Linked DNA regions of Mus musculus: region 1 is linked to region 2. The links are chromatin contacts, called in public Hi-C maps. All regions are on one chromosome and are shown on one strand. Each heading gives the region's core, a stretch centred on a gene start, on an enhancer-like site or on the middle of the called end of the contact. The rest is flanking DNA. Distances are from core to core; before and after follow the strand shown. Region 1 has its middle 3.5 kb from the start of Gm39595. Region 2 has its middle 52 kb from the start of Gm39592.

Evidence for each region. Hi-C and Micro-C count contacts between places; a contact is called where the count stands out from the background.
Region 1: a Hi-C map of LSK cells shows a contact between it and region 2, with 2.8 times the contacts expected there. The contact joins two enhancer-like sites. A contact is called at or near these places in 1 of 484 Hi-C or Micro-C datasets (LSK cells) and 1 of 115 datasets of contacts at active chromatin or transcription factors (large pre-B cells).

The regions. Positions count from the first base shown.
Region 1 is chr1:13,423,674-13,428,074 of GRCm38.p6, reverse strand. No RefSeq gene overlaps it. Among named protein-coding and RNA genes, the nearest start is that of Gm39595, 3.5 kb to the right of the region's middle. Within about 2 kb of position 1,489, at least 280 of the 459 cell types and tissues checked have an H3K27ac peak or open chromatin away from gene starts, as enhancers often do.
Region 2 is chr1:13,050,491-13,054,886 of GRCm38.p6, reverse strand. No RefSeq gene overlaps it. Among named protein-coding and RNA genes, the nearest start is that of Gm39592, 52 kb to the left of the region's middle. Within about 2 kb of position 2,621, at least 13 of the 459 cell types and tissues checked have an H3K27ac peak or open chromatin away from gene starts, as enhancers often do.

The DNA.
Region 1 (4,401 bases), core at 240-2,739, 370 kb before region 2:
CGATCCGTCGTACAGGGTATAATTTGCAGGCCTGGGACAGGCTGCAAGAACACAATCAGCAGTTAGGAGAGAATGTGGTTTTTCTGCACTCTCTCCAAGCCGACAGAAGGATAACTTGAAAGTGCTGATTGCAAAGAGCATTTGCTACAGACTCAGCTGCTTCACTCACAGAAACAACTGTATTGGAAACACGGGTTTTTTTTTTTTTTTTTTTTTCCTCAACACTCTAAATTCCTACATAGTTAGATAATACCATAAAACTAAAATCCTTCCAGAGTGCTCCAAAGCCACAGTAAATGGAAGACTTTAAACTTGTCAACCAGACATCAGAACGTGATTAAGGCAGCTCTAATACCATGTCAGCTGTTATACCAGAGTCAGCTGTTATACCAGAGGGATGGGGACGCGTGGAGCATCAAGAAGATGGCTCAGTGGGTAAAGCCTTGCACACTAAAGTCCGTTGACCTCAGTTAGATTCCCCAGAACCCACATAAAAAATCCAGAGGTGGTGGTGCACATCTGTAGTCCTCAAACACCCACAAGGAGGCACGAAGTGAAGACAGAGGAATCACCTAGAAGCTCACAGGTCAGCGAGCTGAGTAAACAGAACCTTAGAAACAAGAGAGACCCTGCTTCAAACAATAGAGGAGGGAACCAAGTCCTCTGGCCTACAGCAGGGCACAGATGCATCAGAGTTACTAAGGTGACATAAAAGTACCAGCGAACACACTAATGATCATAAGTAAAATTAGTTATTCTCTACGACTGGAATGAAAGAGCCACTGTGTTTGCCTGTCATTTCCGCTGTTCAGGAGGCTGAGGCAGCAAGATCACGTGAGCTCAAGGGGTTAAGGCAAGCAGTGGGCATCTCAGCCAGCTCTTGCTCCCTACAGAGAAAAGACAGACAGCCAATGAGATGACTAAGGGGGAAAGGACATTTGCCACCAGCAAGCTTGATGATCTGAGTTCAATCATTGGGGATCCACGCAGTGGAGAGAGCAGACTGCAGCAAGCAATCTGCCTGACCTCCACACCCATGTCTTGGCAGGCGCGAACTTCCCCACCCCCTGTCGTACGCCCCACTCCACCTCACCCCACCCCCGCGCTCGCACAAACATACGCAGGCAATTTCAAAAGAAATACGTAGATAGAAAGAAGAGGAGAGAGAAGGGGGGAAATGGGGGAGGGGGAACTAAAGAGTTCAGGCCCCAGGATTTAGCTCAACCGGTAGAGTACTTGTGTAGCACGCATAAAACCCTGGGTTCAGTCCCCAGCTCTGCATAAAGCAGATGTTGTGATCCCTGCGTGTAATCTCCACTACTAGTGAGACCAGCCTGGGCTACATGAGATCATGCGTCAAAATAACAAGGAAAGAAAGATGGGAGCAAACAAAGCGCAGAGAAATTGCAGGAAGGAGTCAACTCGGCCGGCCGAGTCTGAGTCTGTCCGAGTCCGGCAGAGAGTTCCTCCTCCCTGCCGCTGGCTCCTCCTCGAGCTCTGGCCACAGGCTAGGCTCAATAGTATTGAAGTGGCGCCAACAGCCAGTTAGCAAAGCAGCGGGGCAGCAAATTGATTATACAGTTAGCTGTGGAAAAACCGAATTTCTTTATTAAGGGAAAATGAAATCCGGTTAATTGATGCTGCCACGACCCTACCCCCACCCCACCCCCCACGTGCCAGTTACCCCACTGCCTCTTTTGGCTCTTTCACTTCGCTGTGAGGCTGAAACGCGGCCAAAAAAAAAAAAAAAAAAAAAACCGACAGAAGCTTTACTCATTTAAAAATAAGGCAGGTTTTGAGCCGTCCCCGCCCCGCCCCGCCCCGCCCCCCCCCCCCCCCACTTTGCATGATGATTTTTCCAGCTACAATTACTGTAACTCACTCATTATAGAGGATAGCATGGCAGGCAAACAGGCAAGGGGGGGAAAAGTGTGGTAAGACAGTTGGCAGGATGTGAATTGGGAGCCTTTGCCATCTAATTTTAAGCAGTATTTATAGAGAGCACCCATAATACAGCATTCAATGTCTCACAGAAAATCTCTTAAGTAGTAGAAACATTTACTGAAGTCATTAGTGCAGCTCATGGACACCAATGAGGGAAAAAATTAATAAGGCTGCTAACTCCAAATTGAAAGGACAGGATCTAGGTGGGTACATCTTCATGGTGTGATCTCCAATTATAAAAACCACACGCCGGGGTTACCTCCAGACTCTAAGATGACACTGATGATTCACACAGTCCCAGAAAGCTTGCCAAAGATGAGCATTGTATGTACAGTTTTCCTTTCTAAGTCCTAAAACAGCTCCAGCTTGCGAGCACTTGCCAGACTCCTCCTTTGGGATCACTGGGAATTCCCAAATAGTTATAAGACATAATATAGAAAGAGTATGTATGCCCTTTGTCCAGGCTCCTTGAAAGCAACATCCTGTAGTTATAGCACAAATCTTATCACCAGGAAATGTGCATTGGTAAAAAAATCTAGCAGGCTTCTATGCATCCATTAAGTCTTACATGCTTGTATGTGTGCAAGCTCATAACGTGTATGTGTTCATGTCAGCATCATCAGTCAAGATACATCCCAAGTCCACGTGAAGACCAATCTTGCTACTTACTCTCTCAAAGCCTGGCCACCATCTTAGACCACTAATACGTTTCCATCTCTGAATGCGGTCATTTCAAGGATGTTGTAGTGAGTGGGACCATACATCTCAAGACTGACTTTTCATTTGCTACCAATTCATTGAGATTCATCAAAGTTGTTGTATATATATATATGTGTGTGTGTGTGTGTGTGTGTGTGTGTGTAATTTACTCCTTTTCATTGTTGAATAATATTCGATGCATGGATGGATTATTTGTTTAATCACTCATCTTTTGAAGGAATTGTGAGTTGTCTTCCAAATTTCGGTCGTCAGAAGTAAAATTATTGTAAAGATTTGTATATAGGTTTTATGTAAGCATCAATTTTCATTTTCCTGAGACAAATGCCCAGAATAATTTTCATATGTTGTGTGTGTATACACTGTGGTGGTTTGAGTGTGTTGTGTGTGTGTGCACTGTGGTGGTTTGAGTGTGTTGTGTGTGTGTGCACTGTGGTGGTTTGAGTGTGTTGTGTGTGTGTACACTGTGGTGGTTTGAGTGTGTTGTGTGTGTATACACTGTGGTAGTTTGAGTGTGTTGTGTGTGTGTACACTGTGGTGGTTTGAGTGAGAAATGTCCTTCACAGGATTCAGATATTTGAATAACATTTGGTCCTAAGTTGGTGGTACTGTTTAGGAAGCTAAGAAATATTCAGGAAGTGAAGCCTTTCTGGAGGAAGTATGTCACTGGAGGATGGCCTTGGAGAGTTTATAGCCTAGCTTTGCTTCTGGTTGGCACCCTAGACTTCCTGTGTGTCTCTCAACTTCCTGCTTTAGCAACCAGCTCATCCCTCTCCCTGAAATTATGGACTCCTTTTCTGGAACAGTAAGCCAACATGAACTCTTCTCTCTGTAAGTTGCCTTGGTCATGGTGAGCTAACACAGCAACAGAGAAGTGCCTGATGCAGCAATGTAATTAGTGTGATCATTGTCTTAGACAGGAGATAAAATATTGGGATCTGTAAGACGGTGTGGTGTTTAAGAGCTTGCTCTGGGGCTGGAGAGATGGCTCAGTGGTTAAGAACACTGACTGCTCTTCCAGAGGTCCTGAGTTCAAATCCCAGCAACCACATGGTGGCTCACAACCATCTGTAATGGGATCTGATGCCCTCTTCTGGTGTGTCTGAAGACAGCAACAGTGTACTCATATACATTAAATAAATAAATAAATAAATAAATAAATAAATAAATAAATAAATAAATAGTTTGCTCTGCTCTTGCAGAGAACCTCAGCAGGCTCAGCATCTTGTTCTGGTCTCCAGGCATGTGTGGCACACAGTGTGCAGCGCACACACGCAGTGTACAGTAGACACAGTGCCAGAGAAAGCAAAGCAAAGACTGTATCATAATATAGTAAATCAGGGCGATTGTCCAACACTTGGGAGTCAGCAGCAAATACATTGGGTACCTAAATATTATGAAAACCATACTAAAAATGGCCCACAGTAAAAAGGGGATAGAATTAGCTACTTGGCAGCATGGAGTCTCTGACTATAAGCAAGATGTTCTGCGTAGCAGTTTCGCCTCCTCTCAGTTGAAGGCAGCTCAGAGTGGAATGTAACCGTCCCTGAACCTGCTTAGAGAAGCCCACTCAATGAATAATGTGAAGCATGGTTTAGGTTTCTCTCATGTGCCAGGCATAACTATCAGATGTCCGCACTGGCCCTGTCCTCAGGGACTCCTTCCTAGTGAGTCTGCTGCTAAAGGAGTCACACTTTGGTAGCCACTGCACGAGTCACAGCCCTAAGTAGCAACAGTATG
Region 2 (4,396 bases), core at 1,372-3,871:
GGGCTGTGGGCTCCAAGCATAGAACTCAGGTCTGGTCTCTGGGCTTTGGCAGAAAGCATCTTTACACTCCAAGTCACCGTACCCTCACTGGACCTTAGTTTTGAAGGGACAGAGCATCACCATGTAGCCCTGGTGAGCACTGAACATGCTGTGCAGGGCAGCTGGCTTTGGACTTCTGGTGTCCCCCCAGCTTCTGCCTTTAAGCACTGAGACCGAGTGCCCCCCACCATGCCTGGCAAGAAGCTACATTTTCACTGTAAGTGATTGTTCTATATTCAGATTTTTTTTTTTTCCGAGACAGGGTTTCACTGTATAGCCCTGGCTGTCCTGGAACTCACTTTGTAGACCAGGTCGGCCTCGAACTCAGAAATCCGCCTGCCTCTGCCTCTGGAGTGCTGGGATTAAAGGCGTGTGCCACCACGCCCGGCTATATTCAGATTTTTTTTTTTTTTTTAAAGATTTATTTATTTATTATATGTAAGTACACTGTAGCTGTCTTCAGACACTCCAGAAGAGGGAGTCAGATCTTGTTACAGATGGTTGTGAGCCACCATGTGGTTGCTGGGATTTGAACTCCGGACCTTCGGAAGAGCAGTCGGGTGCTCTTACCCACTGAGCCATCTCACCAGCCCTATATTCAGATTTTTGAAAAAAAAAATTATAGTTGTGAAAGTAGATTTAGATAACCAAGCTGTTTAAAATATCCTTAAAATAGTTCTCATAAATTGAATGAGCGTTTGATTTTCCATAAATTAAATTATGTACAATTAAAACTCTATTAAGATGTGTAGCCAAAGAGTCTGCAGTTGTCAGAAGCTGTGTAAGATTCTTTAGTGAGGGAGCTGGCCACAGTGTCAAATAGTAAAGACAGTTTGGAATAGGAAGTTGACTGCTCTGCCATTCACACTTCAGTTAGATTTACTCTAACTAAATCTAGAACTCATCTGAAATCTGGAACATTTTACCCACTCATAGGTAGTAGGAACAGCAGACTGGGTGTGATGGTGAACCTGCATTGTCAACTTGACTGAATTTAGAGTTGCCTTGATTCTAGACAGGTGTGCTGGTGGCCCTCACTTGTAATCTCAGCCTCACGAGGCAAAAGGATTTCCAGGAGTTCCAGGCTAGACTGGGCTACATAATGATTTCCAGACCAACTTGGGCTATAAGGAGTGAGATGCTGTTTCAAAACTCAAAAGCAGAGTCACCATGGAACATATCATTGAGTGTGACTATGGGGATACTTCTAGAAAGGTCTATCTGAGACATGCAGACCCACCTTGAATGTAGGCATCCTGTTTCCTGAGACGGAGTCCCAGACTTAGTGAAAAGGAGAAGGGGAACTGGAAACCAGTTCTCACCAGCCCATCTCTTTGGTGGATGATCCTGGAGGTTCTGGCTACCATTCCTTTACACCATCAAACTGTAATCTCAACACTTGCAAGGTAGAGGCAGGTAAAAATTGGTGAGTTTGAGGCCAGCCTGGTCTACATAGGGACTTCCAGCCAGTCAGGTTTGAGACCCTGTCTCAAAACCAACCAACAAGAAACCAGTGAGCCCAACTCAATCCTTGCTTCCTTAAGTGGTGTGCCAGGTGTTTTGTTCTGGCCACTAGAAAAGCCATGGGTCTGCTGCACGTGTTTAGGAGGCTGTAAAGCAGGGGCCACACAGGGCTTTGGTTCCTGATAATCGACAAGTTGGTCAGCCATTGGAAGAGGAGTAAGGCTCACCCCCAAGTGGAGCATTAGGACCAGCATTGTTGGCGGTCCGTCTTAGGAGCGTTGTAGAAGTCTTCTGGGTTGCCTTGTGAGTTAATGAGCTGCTGACTGTCTCAGAAGAAAGAAAGAAAGAAAGAAAGAAAGAGAGAAAGAAAGAGAGAAAGAGAGAAAGAGAGAAAGAGAGAAAGAGAGAGAGAGAGAGAGAGAGAGAGAGAGAGAGAGAGAGAGAGAGAGAGAGAGAAAGAAAGAAAGAAAGAAAGAAAGAAAGAAAGAAAGAAAGATAGATTTCCATGGCAACACTAGTCTTTGAGCTGGGACAGTCATAACACATTTTGATCCCAGTATCACAAAATCCATTCAGTTTTTTTCTTAGGGACCATTTAGAATTTTTGCTTTTATGTAGGGGACAAAAAAAAAAAAATCCATGCGGACAAAAACAAAAACAAAAACAAACAAACAAACAAAAAGCTGGGCGTTGGTGGCACACGCCTTTAATCCCAGCAGAGGCAGGTGGATTTCTGAGTTCGAGGCCAGCCTGGTCTACAAAGTGAGTTCCAGGACAGCCAGGGCTATACAGAGAAACCCTGTCTCGAAACCAAAACCAAAACAAAAAAATCCATGCGGCAGGAGGGACTTCAGTGTTCCTCCAGACCCCCTTGATGTTTTGCAGAGAGAATATGAACCTTAAGGTTAGGAGGTGGGTCGAGGTCATGCTGCTATTTAACCTTAGAGAGGAGCTTTGAGGGAGCTTGCCCTTCAGTGACTCTTGGCTATGTCCTCCCAAGAGGAGCGCAGCCTTGTTAGAAGGGAGCTGCTAGGTGACACCTCAGGACTGCAGGTGCTGCTTGCTTTCTCACTTACACCGAACAACTCAGAGCCAAGAGCAGCCCTGTAATTCTGGCAGGGGGTAGAGGCAGAAGGAAGAAGAGTTCCCGACAAACCGGACTTGGGCAGAAAGGTCAAAGCTGGGACCCATCACTTGAAACCGGTGTCTGTGCGCCACCTATAGGATTTTTGGAGAAGAAACACAGCATTTTCCTTTTCCTGCAGGTTAATTCTCGAGGCCATTGAGAAATGTACTATTTCTTTCTTTTTAAAAAAAAAACATTTATTTATTACATATAATGTACACTGTAGCTGTCTTTAGACACTTCAGAAGAGGGAGTCAGATCTCATTACGGGTGATTGTGAGCCACCATGTGGTTGCTGGGATTTGAACTTTGAACCTTCGGAAGAGCAGTCGGGTGCTTTTACCCACTAAGCCATCTCACCAGCCCCGTACTATTTCTTTTTTTTTTTTTTTTTTTTTTTTTAAAGATTTATTTATTTATTATATGTAAGTACATTGTAGCTGTCTTCAGACACACCAGAAGAGGGAGTCAGATCTCGTTACGGATGGTTGTGAGCCACCATGTGGTTGCTGGGATTTGAACTCTGGACCTTCGGAAGAGCAGTCGGGTGCTCTAACCCACTGAGCCATCTCACCAGCCCCCCCGTACTATTTCTTAAAACACCAAAGTAGATGATATTTGCTTGCTTTGCAAAGGAAAGCACTAGGAAAGACAGAGAAGGCACCATGCCTCTGGGAGAGCATGGCAGGACCAACGTTTAAAAAGTTCCCCTTCCCATCTCTAAAGATCCCTTGACCAAGCTTTTGACTCCTTTCCATCATGTCCTAGTCTGCTTTCGACTGCTGTGATAAACAACGTGACGAAGTGGGCTAGAAAGATGGATCAGCAGTTAAGAGCACTGGCTGCTCTTCCAGAAGGCCAGAGTTTGATTCGCTGCACACACATGGCAGCTCCTAACTTTCTGTAACTCCAGTCCCAGGGAATCCTCGGCCCTTTTCTGGAATCATTGGGCATCACTGTGCATGAATATGGTGCCCAGACATACTTGTAAGCAAAACACCCATACACATAAAAACAACAACAACAACAACAACAACAAAACAACAATAATAAAAAGTCTACCATGACCAAAAGTAAATTAAGGACAAGTTATCTGGTTTTCAGGGTACAGCTCATCACCGAGGGAAGTCAAGACAGGAACTCAAGGCAGAAGGGAGGAAGGAGAGAGTGGAGCAGAGCCTGCAAAGGAGTGCTGCTTACTAGCCAGTAAACCTGCCTCCTTGTATCACCCAGGACTACCGGCCCAGCAGTGGCACCACCGGGGATGGTCTGGCTCTCCGATATTAATGATTAAGAACATTTCCTACAGACATACTCACAAACGATCTGATGGAGGTAAACCCCCAGCTCAGGTTCCCTCTTCCCAGATGACTCTGGCTGTGTTGACAAAAAACTAACGGTACCAATCCTAATTAGTCTTCCCCTTTGAAACGTTATCGTTCCGTGAGGCAAGAGAATTGTCACAAGTGTAATGTCAACCTGTTGATCAACCTAAAAACGGACTACAGGCAGAAAGGAAGAAAGGCAGGAATCCAGTATTGCCTTTCATAAAAATGAAATTACCAGGAAGTACAATGTACTTCATTAGAGGGTAGCATAACTGAATACTGAGAACAGCACAGGGTCTCCTCTGTAGGCTGGCCAAAGCTCCAGCTATTCTCTTGAGTGCTGGGAATACAGTCATTTACACCGCTCTGCTTCAGGTTTGTTCTAAATGACGGTTGCGATCTGCCCACACAGCCTCACTCACCTTCCACTTCAGTACGA